2 separate regions of the Arachis hypogaea genome follow, and region 1 is linked to region 2. Evidence: chromatin contacts called from public Hi-C data. All regions are on one chromosome and are shown on one strand. The core of a region is the stretch at or near the end of the contact, and the rest is flanking DNA. Distances in the headings are between cores, read along the strand shown.

What was found. Hi-C and Micro-C count contacts between places; a contact is called where the count stands out from the background.
Region 1: a Hi-C map of leaf shows a contact between it and region 2, with 3 times the contacts expected there. The contact joins the enhancer-like site here to the promoter of LOC140183263 in region 2. A contact is called at or near these places in 3 of 8 Hi-C or Micro-C datasets (all in leaf).

Annotation. Positions count from the first base shown.
Region 1 is chr20:137,159,544-137,165,927 of arahy.Tifrunner.gnm2.J5K5, reverse strand. No RefSeq gene overlaps it. Among protein-coding and RNA genes, the nearest start is that of LOC112784540, 21 kb to the left of the region's middle. Within about 2 kb of position 4,252, at least 1 of the 3 cell types and tissues checked has open chromatin away from gene starts, as enhancers often do.
Region 2 is chr20:137,096,074-137,101,551 of arahy.Tifrunner.gnm2.J5K5, reverse strand. It overlaps LOC140183263, which reads right to left and starts at 2,368. Exons shown (of 3, transcript XM_072231295.1): 1 at 2,254-2,368; 2 at 1,846-1,940. The coding sequence starts at 2,368.

The DNA.
Region 1 (6,384 bases), core at 3,003-5,502, 62 kb before region 2:
CAAGGCTGAATGGTTTTAAGCATATTGGGTTGGCAATAATTCTTTTCCTGTTCGGCCCAATAAGAAAACCTGCATCACAAAATTATTAATTAACATATGTTAAATAAAAACTGAATTAATAATTTTGTAATTAATATAATTAATAATGTTTAGTCATCACAAATATTAATTTAAAGTTTTCCAAACTCATTAGCGGCGACTCGCAAAAAGCTTTGCATAGCAAAAAGCTGAAAGAGCAGCTGCAAATCCAGCTACCAAGAAAGAAATCGCCGACAGACCAGAATGCTCGCAAGCAACGGTTCCAACAAGTACATATACACCAGCACTAGTTGTTGCACCAACACCTAAATTAAAGCCAAAATTAATGAATTAACGATCAAAACAGCTTAGATAAAAAATACCATTGAAGGGCATCCCTTAATACATTGTCATTGTAAATTAGTTTTGTGCATGTATCTAGTTATTGTTACTACTATTTTACTTCGACGGCGTGAAAAATCATCTAAAAAACATATGACATTGGTCGATTAGGTAAAACCTTTTGCACAATCAGTGCATCAAAATTAAATTCCTTAAAGATATAAGAAAATTTTAATTTTTATGTATTCACATAAGGTACATAATAATTAATTAATACAAACAACCAAACATCCACTTGAAAATGAAAATAACCATTCACATACCTATTAAACTAAATATCTAGCATAATTTAATTATATCTACTTGAATCTAATACTAACAAACAAACATCCATTTAACAATGAAAATAACCATCCGCATACCTAATAAAATGAACATCCAACATAATTTAATGTATTTACTTGAATCCAATCCAAACAACTAAACACTTAATAATAAAAATAACCATCCACAGACCTAATAAAATGAACAACCAGCATAATTTAATTTAGTATCCAGAAAATCTGTAATTACATCATTCGTTTCAAGGATTGGAATAATTGCCAAAGGCTTCACATCCACAGCAAAAATGATTTTTGGTTTCCTAAGTGATCCGTCCCTATAAGCTCGGACCCTAACGTCATATCTTGGTTTGACCAACTGCACAAAGTGAAGCACAAAATCAGCGAACCATATCTCGGAATCAACAAACCACTAAGCCCGGATTCTTGGGATACAGATTCACAGAACGGTTACACTACTTCCTTAAATAAAGATCAAGTCTGAGTGACAAAACACAGTCAAAATTTACTACTCACGATAATCGTTGTTAAGATATTATTCCTGCGCATAAACTAACTTAAGCATCGGAGTCCTTTTTGCAGGTACTCCTCACTGCTTGGATGAGGCTTGCACTGGTGGCACGACTCTTGGCAAGAGCATCCGCGCAAGCATCTCAGAAGTTGCCACCGACCTATACCTCGGCCAGAGCCTTAGGCAGGACCATTTGGCGCCCATCGTGGGGATGAAGAGTTTAACTTTACTCCATCCCGTTATTTTGATTTTTATAACCTATCCATATCTACCTTGTACCCCTTTTTTCTTTGTAGAAAGGGAAGCATGACTGATCTCTTGGAGACTCTGCAACATCCTCAAACCAATGCCGACCTCATGGCCGCTAATGCCGCCCTCCTAGCGGAAAATCAGCGGATGGCCGAGCTGTTAGCAACAATGCAGATTAATGGAGAACGGAAGGATGACAACAAAAAAACAAACACCGATCAGCACGAAGAGCATTAGTCAGAGTCCAATGCAAAGACAGGGAAAACACCCTCCAAAACTGGAAGACGATGAACCAACCCGTTTTCCGAAGAAATAATGAATTTCAAAATGCTTAAGAATTTTACACTCCCTATTACTTTAACACCATATAAGGGGATCGGAGATCCTAAAGTTCATGTCACAAAATTCAAGTCTATAATATTCCTCAATAGTGACTCCGATTCCATCCTGTGCCGATCTTTTCCAACTTTTTTAGATGGAGCTGCCTTATTATGGTTTTCTAATTTGCCTACAGGATCCATAACCAGCTTTGATGAGTTTGCCAAGATGTTCATCAATCATTTCGCAGCGTTCAAAATCTATGTGAGAGACTCGGACTACCTCAGCACAATTAAGCAAGGGCAGCACGAAAGCCTAAAAGACTACATGACACGTTTTACAACAGCGGCCATGGAAATCCCTGACCTTAACCCAGAGGTACAGTTGAATGCTATAAAGAGTGGCCTTCGACCTGGAAAATTCCAGGAAGCTATCGCTGTGGCAAAACCAAAGACGTTGGAAGAGTTCCGAGACAAAGCAACTGGACAAATCGAAATAGAGGAGTTTTGCAAAACTCGGAGGAATGAGAGACCACCATCCAGGAAGGAAGAAGAAAGACCTTACAGGTCCCAGAACAAATCTTCCAAAAAACCCTTCAAGCTAGTTCTAAAATTCGATTCATATACCAAGTTCAACACCAAAAGGGAAGACATAATCAAAGAAATCCTTCACAATAAGCTCATAAGCCTAATCTAAGACAAATGCCGGCCAAACATAAGAATTAAACAACAAGTTTCACTCAGGCATTTCATCGAGCATATGGTATATATGCACAATATGTAAACAGGGATTTTGAACTCAATTTAAGCAACAATCAACCCAGAAAAATTAGTCATCAAATATTTTGCAATCCAGAAAGTATCAATCCATTAATCTAAACCTAATCTAAACAATAAAAATAGAATTAAAAAGCAATTAAAATAAATAAACGAAAGAACACAGGAGCAGGGGGAAGCATGGAACTGCGTTGGTGAAAGGGGAAGAATAGAAAGAGAGGGGTAGCAGACACGGGGTTGCAGCGGCACAAAGCTCCACCGCTGCTGGGGTTGCATCGGGGTTTCTCGCCAGGGTTGGGTTTTGCACAGAGAACAGGGGTAGCGTACAGGGGATTCAGGAGAAATGGAAAAAGAGGGAAGAAAAAGAGAAGAGAGGGAAGAGAGAAGGGGTAGGTAACGGTGGTCGCCGGTGGTGATGGCGGTGGTGTCGGATGGAGGGTTGGGGCTGGATTGTAGTCTCAGGGTATGCTGGGTTGAGAGTAAAAAAGAGAAGAGGGTTCAGCGAGAGGAGCGAGAGGAAGATAAGATGAGAGGCTAGTTGCAGAGCCTCAATTCATCAATGTGAAAACTCTGATTTTTTAAATTTAAAATTTAAAAATTATTAGCTATTAATTAGTCATGCCACTAATTAAATTTAGAATTAATTTACTTTTTTAATTCTATCGTTCATATTGTTCAACAATATTGTTAGTTACCTATACTTTTCCATAAGATATTATGTTATGAGTTTTATAAGATCAATATCTAAAAAGAGTCTTACACTGAGAAATTAAGTCTAAAAAAAATTATAAAACCTTGAATTTCTTTATTATTAGTTTAACTTTTTTAGAGATATAATTTATACAACTTTTTTAGTTAGTTTAAACTTTTTTAAAAATATAGTTTTGTAAGAATATTTATAATTAATAAGTTTGAATGCAAGAAACTATCTAGTAGTATTAAGAAGGAGAAAAGCAATAGATGAGAGTCCCACGAGGGGAACCGTTAGATGTCAACCTCAAGCTAAGGTTTAATATTAAAGGTTGGAATTGCATTGCAAGGATAAGTATATGTTTGTGTGTGTTTTCTATATATGCGTATACATGGATGGAGATAGTGGGGGCAATGACTCAATAAATTGGGCTCACAAGGCCAAAACTGAATGGTAATTGTCAATGGTTCTTGTTTTTCGTACAAAGGACGATCACGATATTCATATTTCCACGAGGGGGTAACATGCAACAAGTCACCATTTTTCTTCATCTTTTGTTGTTTTTGGCACCATATGTATCAAGATATAAATAATAGCCCCACAAGCTAATAAGGCTCTCATCAGTTTCTATCTTCCTCAATGTGGCTAAGCACTCACCCAATCACATGCCTTTTTGGGTACCCTCTTTCTAACATATGGCTTACCTAAATGTGGCTTCGGATAACCCCATGAGTTGACAGTAAATGTGTTTATTACTTTTGTTTCTAGCATGGGTATGAGAATATATTAAATAACATATTTTTTAACTAATTTTTAGTATACATATATCATTTTTTATTGATAGCACGCAATTCTCATGTGATCAAGAATCAGAAGCATGAATGTAAGTTGTTACGGACTACCAAAGTCCAGCCCAAGAAGTCGTCGGGTCGGGGCACTGCCCCACCAGACCCAAAATCTCCAGCAAAGGATTTTCACGGGTCAGTCCCTGGCACCCGACTTGAAGTCCAACCGACTTACCACCCCAAGCATGCTATCGCTCGGGTCGAAGTCCCATATGGTCGGTACCCGGCGTCCCGACCAAAGTACGGACGACTCGCTCACGTGGAAGGTGACAGCTCATTCTCTATCAGTGGGCCTAACCATTAATAAGCCCACCCAACATAGTATATAAGGGGAGAGGACAGCTCTCTCCCAAGGTACGTCACATCCTTACCTAATCCTATCACCCCTTAGTACGGATTCTGACTTGATTGTCGGAGTGTCGTTGCAGGTGGCCATCCCCACTCCGTCCCACCTCCAACGTCACCAGAACGCGATTTCCCTCGCTCCACGCCAACTCGGAGTCTCCCCTTCTTTCCTACTCGTCACCTCATGACAACCCGAGAACATCAAGTAACGAACATAAGTCAATGAGTCTTGAAGAAAAGAACAAAAAAGAGGAAAAAACATAATAGACTTGTGTTGCAAGAAAACAGAATGGAATGTGAAATTGAGATTGAATTCTCACTTAACCATTGATTACATTGTGATGAATATATAAGAGGTGTGAATTCTGACTAGCTTAACTAAACACTAATCATAGCTGGCACAACAGACTCTAACAAACTCAAACTATAATGCTAACATTTTGTAACTAACTTTAACCGTAACAACTAACAATACTCACTTATACCCCCTTCCCTCAAACTTAGCTATGGTTGAATTAACCACTCTAACTTTGTCTTTAAATTTGTGAAAGAGGGGATGCAGAAAATAGTTTTGTAAATATGTCTCCAAATTAATCTGTGGAAGAAATATGGACAACATAGAATTCTTGATTGTTCACTATTTTTTGGAGGCATTGAAAATCGATTTCCATATGTTTAAACTTCTTACTCTTACTTAAATAAACATGTGAGATAATTATTAGACTAATTCAAAATAGTTATTCACAAGTTTAATCTTATTTTTAGGTTTATTTGTTATTTAACTGTAACTTTTTCTTCTATAATAAATAAAAAACACTAAGAATTATCAGATTATTAGAATTTATTATTTTTGGCTATTATTTAGTTATTAATTTAATTCTTTTAGTCTAGTAATCTAATAACCTATTTTATTCTATATTTTTAAATATTAGTAACTAACTGATAGCCAAAAACATTCTAATGATACTTTAGCATTTTTCCTAATAAATTTGGTACAATGATCTTAACTTATACTTGAATTTAAATTTACCTAAACCATTCAAAACGTCATCATATATTCCTCGTCATTCAAAATATTAGCAAAGAGGAAAAAAAAAATTAAATTAAAAGAAAAACTTCCCCCATTATCAAAGAAACTCAAATGGGAGACCTTCAAACACATGGGATGTGATGACTTCACCTTGAGCAGTGGAGCCACCAGAGCCACTATAAAAGATGAGAATCTTTTTGTGCAAAGTCTTAGATCATGATGAGTGGTAAATGTATATATCATAAAAAGCATTGCTAATTTTTTCAATCCTCCTTGTTATAACTTAATTATTTTAAAAAGGAGCCACTCAGATAAAGATGTCTAAAACGTCTTTTTTTTTAAAGATATTTTTTAATAATTAAAATTTAATACATATAATTAATTAAATCGTATTATTTTTATCAAAATTAGGTTAGACAAATTAATTTGACCGAAAAATAGTAAATCAAATCTTGAATTAATCTAAATTAATATAATTTTTTTTAATAAAAAATAACTACAATATTCTTATTATAGAAAATAATTAAAATACTCTTATTATATAATATTAATTTTGAGAATCCTAAATTCTATCCCTTTACTTCTCCGCCGTTATAGGGTTAGGATTTAGAGTTTTTAATATATATATATATAATAAAAGTATTTTAGTCATTTTTTATAATAAGAATATTGTAGTCATTTTTTATAAAAAATAATATTAATTTAGTTCGATTCAAGATTTGATTCACCATTTTTTAGTCAAATTAATTTATCTGGCCTAATTTTAATAAAAATAACACGATTTAATTGATTATATGTGTTAAATTTTAATTAGTAAAAAACATCTTTAAAAAAAGACGTTTTAGACGTCTTTATCTAAGTGACTCCCATTCTAAAATGCTGTTTGAATTGCGAATAACATATATTGTGCGTTAATTT
Region 2 (5,478 bases), core at 1,119-3,618:
CTGAGTTAATTATTTTCTAAGTTAATTAATTGATTGTCGTTAATTGTCTGGATTAATCTTAACTTATGTATTTTCTGAGTTAGTTATTGACTTACTATTTTTTGTTGTCAATTTTTTAAGTTTATTAGTATCTGAGTTAATTAGTTTATTATTGTTAATTGTTTGAGTTAATCTTAACTTGTTTATTTTCTGAGTTAATTATTGACTTATTATTTATTGTTGTTAATTTTCTAAATTTATTATTATCTGAGTTAATTGTTTTCTAAGTTAATTAGGTAATTCTTATTAATTGTCTGAGATAATCTGAACTTGTTTATTTTTTGAGTTAATTATTGACTTATTATTTATTATTGTTAATTTTTTAAGTTTATTATTATATGAGTTAATTATTTTTTAAGTTAATTAGTATTGTATTTTCTAATTTATTAGTTAAAAAATTATTGAATTTAAATATTTAAAATTATATATTAATCTTTAAACAAATTTTTAAAAAATTCAAAATTTAAGTTTATGGTTGAATTTACCGTTGGTTAAATCTGCCAGTAGTTATTAATTTAATTATTAATTAATAATATATTACTGTCAGATTTACCAAAAAAAAATTCGACGGTATAATTATGTACCTAAAGTATCTTTTAAGGTTTATGAGGAAATATTATATCCTTAGTCTAATTAATTTTCATTTCACAAATCTTGCATAATCTAATTCAAGTTTTCAATAGCTCGATGCATACAAGATGTTGATTCGCAGTAAGCTACCTAAGTGACCGGAGCTATGTGAAATAGTGATATTACATTGATGTGTTTGAGTGCGTGTCATATTATTAAAGTTTTTGAAATAATTAGATCGAATGGTTAGATCGTTGCTTGACGACAAGTGAGTATAAAACCTTGAGTGAGTTAGCTGAAAGTCAAAGTTAATGGTTGAGCATGAATAAAGATGAGAATTTGAAAGGAATGGAGGTTGATGAGCTTTTTCATATAAGATAAAATGTCGGGAATGATGTAGGATATTTGAGTGAACTTAAAACGGAGTGATAAGCAAGCTAGAAAGCACCTAGTGATTGATTAGTTAAGGGAATAAGAGCGTTAGCCTGTTGACACATTATTTTTGCAAACACCTATCTTAAAAATTTGCACCTTATTGTGTTTATTCAAGTTTTAGTAAAAGTATTAACATCATATAACCTCTTTATTTTGAGCCGATCTTATAACTTCTACTTTATCCTATACTCTTTTCTTATATCTAAATCTTATGGATTGTCCGATATTTGAAATTTATGTAATATCTTATGTATTACTTTAAATTTTCGAGAACGAAAATTTTTATAAGATGGGTAGGATGTAAAATCTAGAATTTTCGAAAAATTCTATTAAGAGTTAATTTCAATTTATTTATTCATTAAAGACTTCATTTTTTTGAAATTATTTTATTAAAAGTATTTAAATCAAGTTTTGATAATTAAATTAAAAATTTTACTTATTGTTATAATTATTGAATAATTTTTTATATTTAAATTATAAAACTTAGCCGTGGTAAAAGAATAAGAATTTTATATGATTTAGTTTAATAATTGAGATTTTAGAATTTAATACTTTAATTTTAATAAGCAAGGAAAATTAATTATATTATCTTCAATTTTATATTAAAATACTTGATTAAAAGCCAATTAACAAATTGATAGTTAAGTAATATTTTTAAAATAATTTTAAATTAAATTATATTTTAAATTTATACATTATACCCTAATTTTATTAAAGTTACCCTAATCTATTAACCCTAAATTCCCAAATTAAAACCCATTAACCCTAACTTTAAATTACAAACAAAACCCTAATCCTAACCTCCTTGTCCCCACCGCCATGCCTCCACAGCTGCCATTCACCCCTTCCCTTTTTCTCTTCACGCTGCGCAGCCCCGAACCCCTTCCTCACTCTCTCTGCGTTTCACCCACTCACACACAAAACAGATACACTCATATACACGGAGAAGAGATCCGAGAGAGGGAGGCGCGTCGCCAGTAGGTCCTGGGCGCCGTCGCGTTGTCGTCGAGCTGGAGGGAAGAGTTGTCGCCGCCACGCCTCACCGCCACGCCTCGCCGCCAGTCGCCGCCATCGTCACCAACGATGGAGAAGGGAGAGAGAGACGAACACGAGGAGAGAGAGAGAGAGAGGGGGGGAAGCCTCTCGCATTGTTGTCGTCATGCTGGAGAGTTAGCAGTCGGGGAAGTTGCTGCTGTGAACTCACATTGCCTGCGCCTCCCTTGAGTCGACCCATCGCCACTGTGCCATCATCGCGCCGTGGATCTGCTCTGTCGCCGAACTGAGCTATGGAAGAAGGGTCAGAACGCGACGGGAAGGGAGTCATCTTCTGCCACTATCGTGCCATGAACGCCGTCGTGGTGGTCGCCGTCACTGCCGGAGTTTCTTCTGCTGCCGCTGCCACTGTTCTGGTCACCAGGAATGGCGCGGGTGTTGCCGAAACCACCACCGGACGTGTCGCTACTTGATTTAGTCATTCTTCCTTTGTTGCAGTAAGCGTTTTCGTTTTAAAAAGTCCTTTAGTCACTATTCTATTATCTTACGCTGAGGTTTTGCGGCGTTAATTGCTGTAAGATTGAATTTCAGTTAATATATGTTGCGACTAGAGTTGTTGTGGTTGCTGTGAAAGTAGTTTGAAGCTGTGATTGTGGCTACCACTGTTGTGGTCAAAGAAAAAGGGGTTTTGACACGCTATATAGATTTTGGGTTTCGACTATTTGAGGTAGGGGCACTTTCCTTAAACTCATTTTATTTCCGAAAATTGTTATAAATCGATATCATTACGAAATATATATTTTTGTAATTTCGTAAGTCTTATGGATTGGTTTGAGTTGTTTTGGACCATTGTAATTATTTGCATGGTTGAATTATTAATTTTTTGAGGATATTGAATAATTTGGGTTATTGATTGAATTTTGTTAAATTGGTGGTTGTCCTTGATTTTCTTGAGATTTGGAAATGTTTTGATATTGGAAATGAGTTTAATTTATTGAAAAGAATTTGAGACATTGGATTTGGATTATTGATTTATCGGGGATGATTTTTGAGAAATTGAAAATAATTTGAGATATTGAAATTGGTTTGATTTTGAAAATGATTTAAAAGAGTTTAAGAAATGTTTGGATGGGACCTGAAAAGGGTGGTAGAGTCCGAGGTTTAAAGGGGATGTTGCCGAAATTTTTATAAAAACTGAAAATTTTGTTTGGATGGTTATTTAAAAATACTTGGATTTAAGGGTTATAAGGCTTGATTTTGAGTTATTAAGAAAATGATTATGTTTTGAGTTTGAAATTATTGATGGATGCAATGGGAGGAATGATGATGATTGAATTTGAATGAAGGATGATGAGGATTGATTTTAAAGTATGATTTTTAAATAAATTAAATGATATTGACTTTAACTCCTCGAATTCTCCCATGGACATGCATATATATATATATATATATGAATTGAGCTTGGGATTTTTCCATAGAATATTAAATTATTGAGCTTGTAGTTTGACTCCATGGAATATTATTGAGTTTGGTGTTTGACTTCATGGAATATTATTGAGCTTGGAGTTTGACTCCATGGAATATTAAATTGTTGAACTTGGAGTTTGACTTCATGAAATATTATATTTGAGCTTGGAGTTTGATTCCATAGATATTATTTTTGAGCTTGGGGATGCGCGTACAGAGGGACTGTGCAATAGTTAGTTACCAGGACATGTCGGGTTGGCTGTATAATCGACAGATGAGCTCATTAGCCATAGGACAGACATGCATCATATGCATTTGTATGCTTTGCTTGAGTTTGAATTTTTTTTGTTTTGCCTAATTGTTAAATTGTTATTAACTGCTATTTAAGTTATTTACTGTAACTGCTATCTATACCTATAATTTTCTTATCTATTTTGCCTGTGTTTGTTCTGATGTGGTACTTTTGAGATTATTGGTGATGAGATAATGATTGTGTTCATTGATTATATGATGGTCTGAAGGCTGTGATTGGTTTTTAATTGAGTTATTAGTAAAGTATGAAAAATCAAGCTGGTTCAGCATAGACTTAATAAACCTATGTTTGGAATAGGTTGGTCATTCATACAATCTAGGAAGCTGATTAAGATTTTCTTACAAGGAAAGAAAGATTTTGAATTTTTTGAAAAATTAAACATTGTTTCTTTGAAAAAGTTTTGGATGATTAGTTGTTGATTTTTAAAATATTCATAGAACGAACGATAATCACTGCCTTGAAATCAAATCTTCTCTTTAAGCGTATCTTCTTATAACAATTCTTAAACCCTCTACTGAAAACCTTTTTGAGGAAAATATTTTCACTCCCTATAGAAATTCTTTTTCAGTGACAGGTTCAGGAAGTTTTGGCATGAAGGCGCGATTTGAACTACAGAACTTTACGTATATATATGTTTTTATTTTCTGTATATGATTTAGTCTTAGATTTTATTTTGCCCCTTGTCATTTGTCATTTTGAGAATTTAGAGGTGCAGAACTTGTATATTAAGAAGTTTTGGATAAGTCTATGTATTTATTATTACGTGAATATGATATGTGACTCTGTAATTTTAAAGTAAAGACTTTTCGCTTTCATAATTAAAAATTCGGTTCATATTTGTGAAGGCTCAATATTAAATAAATATAGTATCAAATTAAAGGATTAGAGGTAAGTAATGCCTGAATTTTTGGTACGATGATGTTAACTGTTAGTAAATAATTATCAATGAGATTTATTCTGTCAGATTTATTCTGACGATAATTCCAATAGTAAATATATTTTCAATCGATTTGTTTAGTAATTTTTACGGTAATTGCTCACGTGTAAATAATATTTGTTTAAAAAATAAGTCTATATAACTCAAAGCTTTATATGTAAAGATTCGTGTAATGAATGGTGTTACGATGGGTAACCGGAGATTAATAGGCTAGACTCGTTGGGTTGGCCCAATCGTCTGAGGGAGGAAGCCTCCGAGCAGGTTTGCGTTTGGGAGCCTCTGTCCGACTTGTACGTGAGAGAGAATGGGGGGTGGTACCTGCAAAGATACTCTGATGCTTAAGTCAGCAAGGGTCTAAGCAAGTTTAGAGAATATTGGAACTTAGAGATACTTGAGGGGTGTCAGTGTATTTATAGTGGTGAACCAATAACCACCGTTGGAGTAGTTCCACCTTTTAAGGAGGATAACCGTCCCTTTATCTTAGGGAAGTTGAGATATGACTCTTGGGAGTGGGTTGAGAGATTTTAGGGGCAGTTACTTATTTGAATAAGTGTTATCTGCTAGCTAACCCTCGTTCCCGACTTTCTTATGGTGGAGCCTGTGTCAAATCCGACCTCTTGTAAGGAGGTCGGTTGCGTGGGGAAGCCAATCTATGGATTGGACCTTTTTATCTTATTTGGTCCTGGGACTTAGTGTTGGGCCAGGGTATGAACAGTGCCCCTAC